Linked DNA regions of Anser cygnoides: region 2 is linked to region 1. Evidence: chromatin contacts called from public Hi-C data. All regions are on one chromosome and are shown on one strand. Each heading gives the region's core, a stretch centred on a gene start, on an enhancer-like site or on the middle of the called end of the contact. The rest is flanking DNA. Distances are from core to core; before and after follow the strand shown.

Region 1 (4,456 bases), core at 1,091-3,590:
CCATACCAGACGGCTTGCTACGCCGTGTCAATAATCTGCTGATTAAAGGTCGCTGCTAAGTCCCACAGACACGACAGACCGTGACAGCTTAATGATCCGCTTATTACAACCTGGTGCAAGATACTTCCGTAAATCAACATTTTCTCATTCCGAGCTAGTCTGCGAATTTCTGAAGAAGTTCAGAAACAAGACCGGGAGCCCCGAAGCTATAGATTATACGAGTAGCTGAAAGAATGGAGCCGACAGCGCCGCCGCAAAGAAGCCAACGAGAAGCGCGACCTTCGGCGCATGTGTGGCAAGTTGAGGACCGGGAGTGCCTGGGAAGCAGCGGCTGGCAGGCCGCAGCTCCACCACACGAGCTCTCGCCACGGTTTTGCCGTTGACCTGCAACGAGACCCCGCGCAGGTCGCGTCCCCTCCGTGCCACAGTTTCTCCTGCTGCCTTTTGTCGGCTGAATAGCCTGAACCCTTGGGGACAAGGCCTGTCTCAAAGCTGATGGCCGAGCACAATGCTAGCTCGATTGCACAGGCAAAAAAAGTAGTTTCTCAGGCCCAGCAAGGGCAAAGTGTTAATGAAACGCTGGTTTCTTATTGTTCACTTCAGCGAGACTGGGTTGGGGCTTTTACAACTGATTATTGCTGGTTCACTTCCACTAACATTTTTAATGCCGAACGTACGGGAAAAAGAAAACAGCGTGTGAAAAAGCATTTCGCAAAGTTTTCGTTTTAGCAGTACTGCTAACACCCATGTGTTTTAAGCCATACACTGTTACAATAAGGGGGGGGGATCCACTGTTTGACAGATTTTACGAAGTCTACAAGACAATACTGGAGCAAGACTAAGGGAGATAAAGGCCCTGGAACAGAGTGGCACCATTGTCACGTGACGACAAGATTTAGGGGAAAAAATAAAGGAGACGAGAAATGCAGGGGCCCATCTTTTCTAGTGGCCTGCTTTAAATGCTGCCAGAAAATAAACCTAACAGCAGCCTTATCAACCACTCACACCTGGCAAATTTTCATCAGCATCAGGACATTAAAGACTGTTTTGATATCTTCTAGTCACAGCAGACAGCTATAGTTTAAAAGATGTAATTACCTTGTCTGACAAAGCCAGACACGTCTTTTTCTTCATAAAAGCCTGAGACTCAAAGGACAGAGAAAAGAAAAAAATAAAGCAAAGTAAAGAACATAAAAAGCAGGATAGAAGGGTTCACGTGACTTGTGCTGTCTAGCTCCTTTTCTCCTCACCTGTCCTAATTAAAACGCATTTGGGATCAGCACAACAAAGCCCAGTAATGCCACCAAGGACCCCACGAAAGCAAGGGCACTAAGCCTGTTTGCCCCAGGCTGCATGCCCCTGCCTTTGCCCAAGCAATCTGAAGTGCTGACTAGACTGAGAACTGATTCCTGTGGTATTTTAAGCAATCATCAGGTATCAGAAATAAAAATCAGGGACCTCCAGCCTGGTAGGAGCTGAGATCGCAGACAGGCCCCAGACAAGATGCTAGCAAAAACATGAAAACAAAATAATTTACCACCACCCCCCCCCCCCAAATTATGCAGATATTCTTGTTAGCATTTCCCCCTACAGCAGTACTAGCTACTTGTTATCTTTTTCAGTTCTACACTTACTCATCTGGTTTGCATGTCCGCCCAGCTCTCAGAAATGGAGAAGTCCCACCATGGAACGAGGCTTGGAACCAAAGCCCTTCTGGGACAGCAGCTTTCTTCCACTTCATTTCCGCTGCAGATTGCATTCACTGCATCAGATTATTTCAAACAAAGAAAAAAACTAAAACACACAAACTTGTTTCCACAGGCCTTTCAGCATCAGCTAGCTCTAACCTGCTCCTCCAGAGCCACCACAGAAGCATTCAGTGACCATCCCAGGCCCTGTTGTCTCTAATGCTCCCTGAGATCATTAGCAATGAAGACTGCAAGACGTATCTACCAAGAGTTTTCCATACAAAATTACCAACCTTAAGCAGCTACTACTAACTTCTTTTCATTTTAGCCAAATATTTGCTGTGCAGTCCCAACAGTTACTGTATTTAAAGGACAATTTCAAGGTAAAATGTTCTTGATCTAAATTTCAGATTTCTTTAATCTTGAGGGCTGGCTGTGATTTTGCTGTTGTTGTTTGGATAGGTTTCAACTTAAGAAGACAAATAATTACCACTTACAAAGAAAGGGATTTGTAAAAGTTTTACTTTTCCTTCCAAAGCATCGACTCTGTTCATTCAAAGACTTCTACTTCTTCCTATCGATTGTTAGCAATCGCAAAACAACAAAGAAAATTTTGCATCAAAACTGGCAGGGTAGCTAGACAAATACTGGATACATGAAGAAACACTCAATAAATGTGAAAAGCTTGAAAATTTCAGAAGGCAGTATCTCCTTAAATATGCCACCACCATCCCTGCTGCCACCCCAAGTCCTTTAAGACATTTCTGGGCATCACTAGTCAAAGAAAATGAAAAAGAAAGGGATTTTAAACTGCTGCTTTTCAGCTTACAGAGAATCGAAACATAGCTTCCTGGTGACCAGTTCGATCATGTTTGCCCTGCACCAAGGCAAGCTTCTGCCAAGTCTTGCTCCACTTGAAAGAACCAATAGAACAACTGTTTATTCAGATGCTTATCAAATTTTCCAAAATCAATAATGGCTCTGAAACAAATCAAATAACGAATAATAGCTTCCTTTCCTCCTTTCTGAGAAGGGCAAACATAACAGGCAAAAAAAATAAAAATCTGACAGCTGTCTTTGTAGCCTTTACACAATGAAAACTGATGGATTTGTTAGGCAGAGTGTTCTTACCATTTCACACACCCAGACTGAATTTCCACTGTGCACTTCAGGTGTACTTACCAGACACCCACTGCATTTTGATCAAAAAGTTTCCCTGAGGACACAGACACTGTGCAGCTGTGCAACGTGCAGCTGAAACTATTTTGATTAATATCAACACACAAAGTCAAAATCCTATTCTTACGGCGATATCCACCCACAAGTTCTCTTGTACCTGTTCTGGGCCCCATTATTTCCAGCAAGACTAGTCTTGAGCGTTTTGCAGGAATTTGAATTAACACACCCCTATTACCAAGTTTGGTGGAAGGCTGGTTTTAGTCAATCTACTAGGACAGCAGGAATGAGGAGAAAAAGCTAGTTGCTAGCTATGTGAGTAATTATCAAACGTTCGCTGCCAAAATGGAGCGATGTGACAAGGATGTTTCCAGGGGCCTCTCCTACGTCCAGTACTTTTGTTAACAACCAGGATGAAGGAAAACAGCGCATTTATCAAGCTTTCTTACGGCAGCTACAACGAGACTTCAAGTTTATTTTAACAGAGTACAGAGATCTTGACAGAATGAAATAATCCAGTCAGCGGAGACGGTGTACAAGGAGCTACTTGAAAGCAGAGGCAGGCAAGTGCAGCGCAGCGAACGACTGAGCACACAGCAGTTCCTCAGAAAAGCATCTACCACTGGATTACTCAAATGGCTGATGCCTGTTAAGGCTCATTGCAAGTAAATTCTGCGCGGACTTCAAGGTCCCAAATACATATCTCGCATTTACGCATTATTCAGGAGGATCCCCCGGTTCCTGGAGTTTTCTTGCAGTAGCAAAGCACTGCTGAAATTTGGGACACAATAACTGCGTGCCTCTCTGGCAAATGCGCCGTCACACACTGCTTCTTTACTGAGAGGATATCCTTTCACAAAAATTTTTAAAACGTTTTAAAGACCTGTGGAGAACTGCAAGCTGAATGTGTCAACAATGAAAAGCTCTCACTAGAAATACAAGCTTTACATATGAGTTTACAAATGAAGCAAAATAGCCTGCAAGAGAGTGTAATCCTTATGCTATATTTAGCCTCTGTAAGGCTTAGCTGGGTGTTACATCTAGTTTTAGGCACTTAACTTGTCCAGAGACATAGAATCATTCAGAGCATCTAAGAATGCAAAGAAATGACTGCTGGCCTAAAAAAAAAGAAGTGAAGAGATGACTTAGGATCTTTATTGAAAAACACAAAGGAGAGAAAACCGGTAACAGCCTGCAACAGTTGCGGAAAGAGGCAATAACCGAGGTCTGTGTTCACAACAAAAGCTGCAGAAGGCTGAAATTTAATCACGGAGGATTCAGACGACACATCAAGTCCAGCTTTCTAAGAGGAGGACAAGAAAACATTTCAGCTCCTCTGATGGGTCCCTGTCCCGCTGCTTCCCTGCCGCCACACTCAGAGTCCCCCAGGAGGCCGGGGCCTTGGGGAGCCGCAGAGAAGGTGCCCCCTGGACAACAACGGGGACCGGCTTCCTCACAACCTCCTTTTGATGCTGGCATGCTTGCGGAGACCCTTCCTCTTGGCCTTGTATCCTTACCTGGTTTTCTTTTCAGCTACACTTTGGCTTTCTTGGTAGCATTGTGGTGCCCAAAGGATGTGCTTTATGCGCTCT
Region 2 (4,456 bases), core at 1,374-3,873, 42 kb after region 1:
GCACTTTGCTATTAATTCAGTAAAAACTTTAAAATGCATTCTGCAAGAGTCACCGCCTCGTTTCCCATCATGAGAGACACGGTAACAAACTCAGGCTTCCTCATAAAAAGATAACATATTTCTGAAGAAGTTACCAAGCTCACATAAAGTGCTTTTTCTCCGTGGATCTCACAAAGTCTAGCCGTGGACACAAACGAGACGATTAGCATTCTGTAAAACAGGTAATCTGCAGGCAAGGGCCACACAAGAAGCAAATGGCAGAGTGGGTGACAGGCTCAGGTCTTTGGATTAGCGCTCTGGTGGCACAAAGCCACGCGGCCCAGCGAGATCTCCTTTAACCCATTCCCCCGCACAAGATGAACGCCTGCCACCATGCAGAAGCTACAGCCACAAAGTACCACTTCCACCATCCACACGCTAGCCTTCAGAGAATAAACGGAACAAAATTAAAGGGTAGGGAGCTTCTTATGGGCTGACAGCGCCTGGAGGAGCAAGATAACACATTTATGCGCATTTTCTCATAATCTCCCTCCGTTAGTCCAAGGACACGCCACACAAGTGTTCCTCACACTGCTCTGCTCCCTGCTGTAAAACATCTGTGTTCACAGCAGTGTGCGCCCATGGGAATCAAAACGAAAAAACAGACAAGCGAAGAGAACCATGACAAACTGAACCACTAAAACTGATCAAATAATAAAAGCAGCTACTGTAGGCTCAGAGTACTGCTTCGGAACAAGTCATCACCACAGGTTTGTTTCTTAGGCCAAGTACACTTTGACATACAGGCATGTAACCCCAGTCAACTTCACTCTACCAACATACCTTCTCAGTTAAGGAAAGGCATTTCACTGTAAAAGCGTGATTAATATCAAAAGTCCCGTTCTTCCAAAACATCCTTTCCAGTAACCTTTATTTTCCAGAAACACAGACAAAAGGTTAGCTACAAGCACTTCTTCGCCAAACGCCTTCCTCTATTCTCACCACAGTGGTGAGCACAAGCTTCGTATTAGCAAGAAGGTTTCTCTCCTCCATTACTCCTCACCTTCATCTATAAAAAGGTGGTGGTGGTGGTAGGGGGTGTTCCCCCTGAGCCAAGCCACCTTTATAGTCCAAAGAAGCCAACGTACGAAGCATGTGCCCATCTCACTTTCAAAGTCCCTTCGGAACACATTCACCCTACTCGGGTTTGTGCACGTTTGCCACTGCTAAATGGAGCATCTCACGAAAAGAGGGGCATGGTACGTCTAAGCGCCTTCACCCAACTTTCCTACTCTATGCAGCGCTCCTGTGCCTGTGCAAACACTTCACCCCTCAGCAGCTCCAAGATTTGGAATAACACACCTCCAAACCCAGTCGCTTGCACATCCAGACCCAGTCGCTCCTCTTTCAAGCCCGTCACACCGAGAAGATGCTAGAAATGCTACCGTACACCGGTTACGCTTCACTACACGGCTGTGCCTGCCCGGTGCCCAGCGCCGGCACTGCACAACAAGCCACGGTGCGGGCAGGGGACCAAGCACCGCGGCCAGGAGCCCCACAAACACCCAGCCAAGCCCCCCGGCGGCTCGCACCTGAGGGACGGGTGGGATGCCGCTACCTCCCTCCTCCATCCCGTTACCCCATGCTAATAGCTGGCCGCGGAGCGACCCGCGCACGGCCCCGGCATTGTGTAACCGTTCTCCGGCACTGTTGGGAGAACTTGAGCCACGATTTATTTTTCACTGCTAACATATCACCGTGAAGACATATAGCTCGATCCCTGCTCCAGGCCCATGCGTTTGGCTGATCCCTCCCCCACCACAAACCGGTCTAAGGGGGAGGGAGAAAAAATAAATTATTATTATTTTAAGGATGAAAACCCCTTGGCACCTACAACAAAAGCAATTAGGAGGGTCGGCGGGGCAGGGGAGCAAGCAGCCCCGGGAGGCGCAGGAATGCAGCGGCCGCACTTGGCAGGGGAAGGGAAGGGAAAAGAGAAGGGAAAAGGGAAGGGAAGGGAAAAGGGAATAGGGAAAAGGGAAAAGAAGGGGGACACCCCGTCCCCAACCCCATCCTCGAGGCCAACTGTCACGATATGTCTCCTGACACATCCCCCCCCGGGAGGAGGAGGAGGAGGAGAGGCGAGACGCCCGGCCCGCTTACCCAGAAAATGACATTGAAGCCGAAGATGAAATATTTGATGCAACAACTGACTTCAGGCCCCTTGTAGTGCTTCCCGGACATCCTCTGGGCTCATGAAGACACTTTGCTGGCGGCCAGGGGGGAGAACCAAAAGAAGGGGAGGGCGTGAAAAATGAAATTAAAAATAAAAATATAGAGATAAGGGAAATAAGAGAGGGCTCAGCGCCGGCTGCGCGCCGCGGGGAGATGCGGCAGGAGCGGCGCGGCGGCTCGGCACCGACTCGCCGGGCGCCGGGGATGGCCGGCGAGCAGCTCCCTCCTCCTCCTCCTCCTTCTCCTCCTCCTCCTCCTCTCCCGCATGGAGGAGGAGGCCCCGGCGGGGAGCGGGGGGAAGCCGCCGGGAGGCGCCCGGGCAGAGGCGCGGGGGGCTCGGCGCTGCCCTGCCGGAGCCTCCGCCGCCGCCCGCCGCCCTCCCGCTTGCCGCCCCCTCAGCGCCGAAAGCCGCCGCGCCGGCCCCGCCCCGCGCCATTTTGGGGGGGGGGGGGGGGCTGGCGGGGGGGAGTGCGAGGGGGCGGGCCGCTCGCCCCCGCGGGGTGATTGACAGCGCGCGCCGCCAATCAGGCCTCGCGGCAGCCCCGCCGGGTGCCCCGGGGTGCGCGGCCCCGAGGGGGCTGCGCGGGGTCGGGGGGGCGGCCCTGAAATGGCGGCCGGGGGGGGGGGGGGGTGGACGCTGACGGCCTTTGTCAAAAGTCCGGGTTTCTTCCGTTTCATGCAGCCCTGATACGCCTCCCCCGGCAAAATCGCCACTGAATTTATGTTTAACATATTTAACATATTTATATTTAACACATTTCTGCTTAACATACTTATATTTAACGTATTTACATTTAACACATTTATATTTAACGTAACAACCGCAGCGTCATGTCGCTTACATGTGTTCATACGCTTCGTGGGATTCAGAGTCCACCCGGTCTGGTGTTAGCCACGTAACAGCGTTTTTTTGGCTGAAGGATATCGCCGCTTCAGCGCTGCCAGCCTTCAGCTTCCTGGCCCTGCGATAAGTGCGATACTTTTAATTGAAAAGATGGAAGACTTCTTTGTAATGATAAATTACGTCTCCCACGTCGACGAGGCTGTGAGATGACATGCTTCAAAAGTAGGATGTTGTGAGAACTGCAAAAGGCAGGCTTTGGTTCAGCATCACCTGGTGCTGGTTCGGGGGGCCTTGGGCATGGGTGTTCTTTAAGAGAGAAGGGAAACACTTCTTGTTAGAAAAGGAAGAGAAGAGAAAAGAGAAGAGAAGAGAAGAGAAAAGAGAAGAGAAAAGAGAAGAGAAGGGAAGGGAAGGGAAGGGAAGGGAAGGGAAGGGAAGGGAAGGGAAGGGAAGGGAAGGGAAGGGAAGGGAAGGGAAGGGAAGGGAAGGGAAGGGAAGGGAAGGGAAGGGAAGGGAAGGGAAGGGAAGGGAAGGGAAGGGAAGGGAAGGGAAGGGAAGGGAAGGGAAGGGAAGGGAAGGGAAGGGAAGGGAAGGGAAGAGAGAAGAGGAGTTTGCTGAAATAGATCTGTGAAATAGATCCATGAAAACAAGCCATGTGTTTAATGGTAAAAGAGAAATTAACGCGACACATACCTATACATTTTAACTGTAATGGTATAGGTTACCATATGATCGATAACCGTGTGTATGTTGTTATTGTTAACTCTGTGTCTTTGCAAGACCACGCATGGGAAGAGGGCAGGAAAGGACGGATAATCAGTCATGCATAGGTTCTGTACCAACGAATAAAAGCCTATCATCATGTACAGTATGGTAATGGAATATTATATTAAGGTGCTGTTTTTACAAGTGATTTCAAATATTGGTGACAACCTGTACAAACATTGATAATGCTACTGTCACAACACCCTGCTAACACCACATGTTGGCACCCTTTAGCATTTTAATGCTTCACAGGCAACAGGAAAATATTGCAGAATAATATTTATTACAATAAATTCAATAACAATCTCTGATAGTTTACCTGTCAAACCTTTCATTCCTGATCAACAACTGAAAAAGAAATGCAACCTACATCAATTATAGCATCGCATTACATGCCTTCATTTGCATTCTCAATCAAGAATAGTATCATCATTGCCAAGTGTCATTTCAAAGTCAAAAGCTTTTCATATTTTCCCACCATCTGATCAGATTAAGAAGAATTTAGGACTTCTAGTGTTAACGGTTAGACTGCACACTTCAAGAGGGTATTGAACACAGAGCTCTGGTCTTTTTAATTCACTTTGTGTGTACGGTTCCTGTGCAGCCTCAGAAATGAGCAACCAGACAGCAAAG

What was found. Hi-C and Micro-C count contacts between places; a contact is called where the count stands out from the background.
Region 2: a Hi-C map of liver shows a contact between it and region 1, with 3 times the contacts expected there. The contact joins the promoter of TSPAN5 here to the enhancer-like site in region 1. A contact is called at or near these places in 2 of 7 Hi-C or Micro-C datasets (both in liver).

What each region holds. Positions count from the first base shown.
Region 1 is chr4:73,047,156-73,051,611 of Taihu_goose_T2T_genome, forward strand. The region is part of intron 1 of TSPAN5 (tetraspanin 5); the gene reads right to left. Among named protein-coding and RNA genes, the nearest start is that of TSPAN5, 42 kb to the right of the region's middle. Within about 2 kb of position 2,341, at least 1 of the 3 cell types and tissues checked has open chromatin away from gene starts, as enhancers often do. A contact at or near this core is called in liver, where this site is marked.
Region 2 is chr4:73,088,803-73,093,258 of Taihu_goose_T2T_genome, forward strand. It overlaps TSPAN5 (tetraspanin 5), which reads right to left and starts at 2,624. Exons shown (of 7, transcript XM_066996397.1): 1 at 2,143-2,624. The coding sequence starts at 2,223. LOC125181077 (a long non-coding RNA gene) reads left to right here and starts at 4,257. Exons shown (of 3, transcript XR_007160100.2): 1 at 4,257-4,456.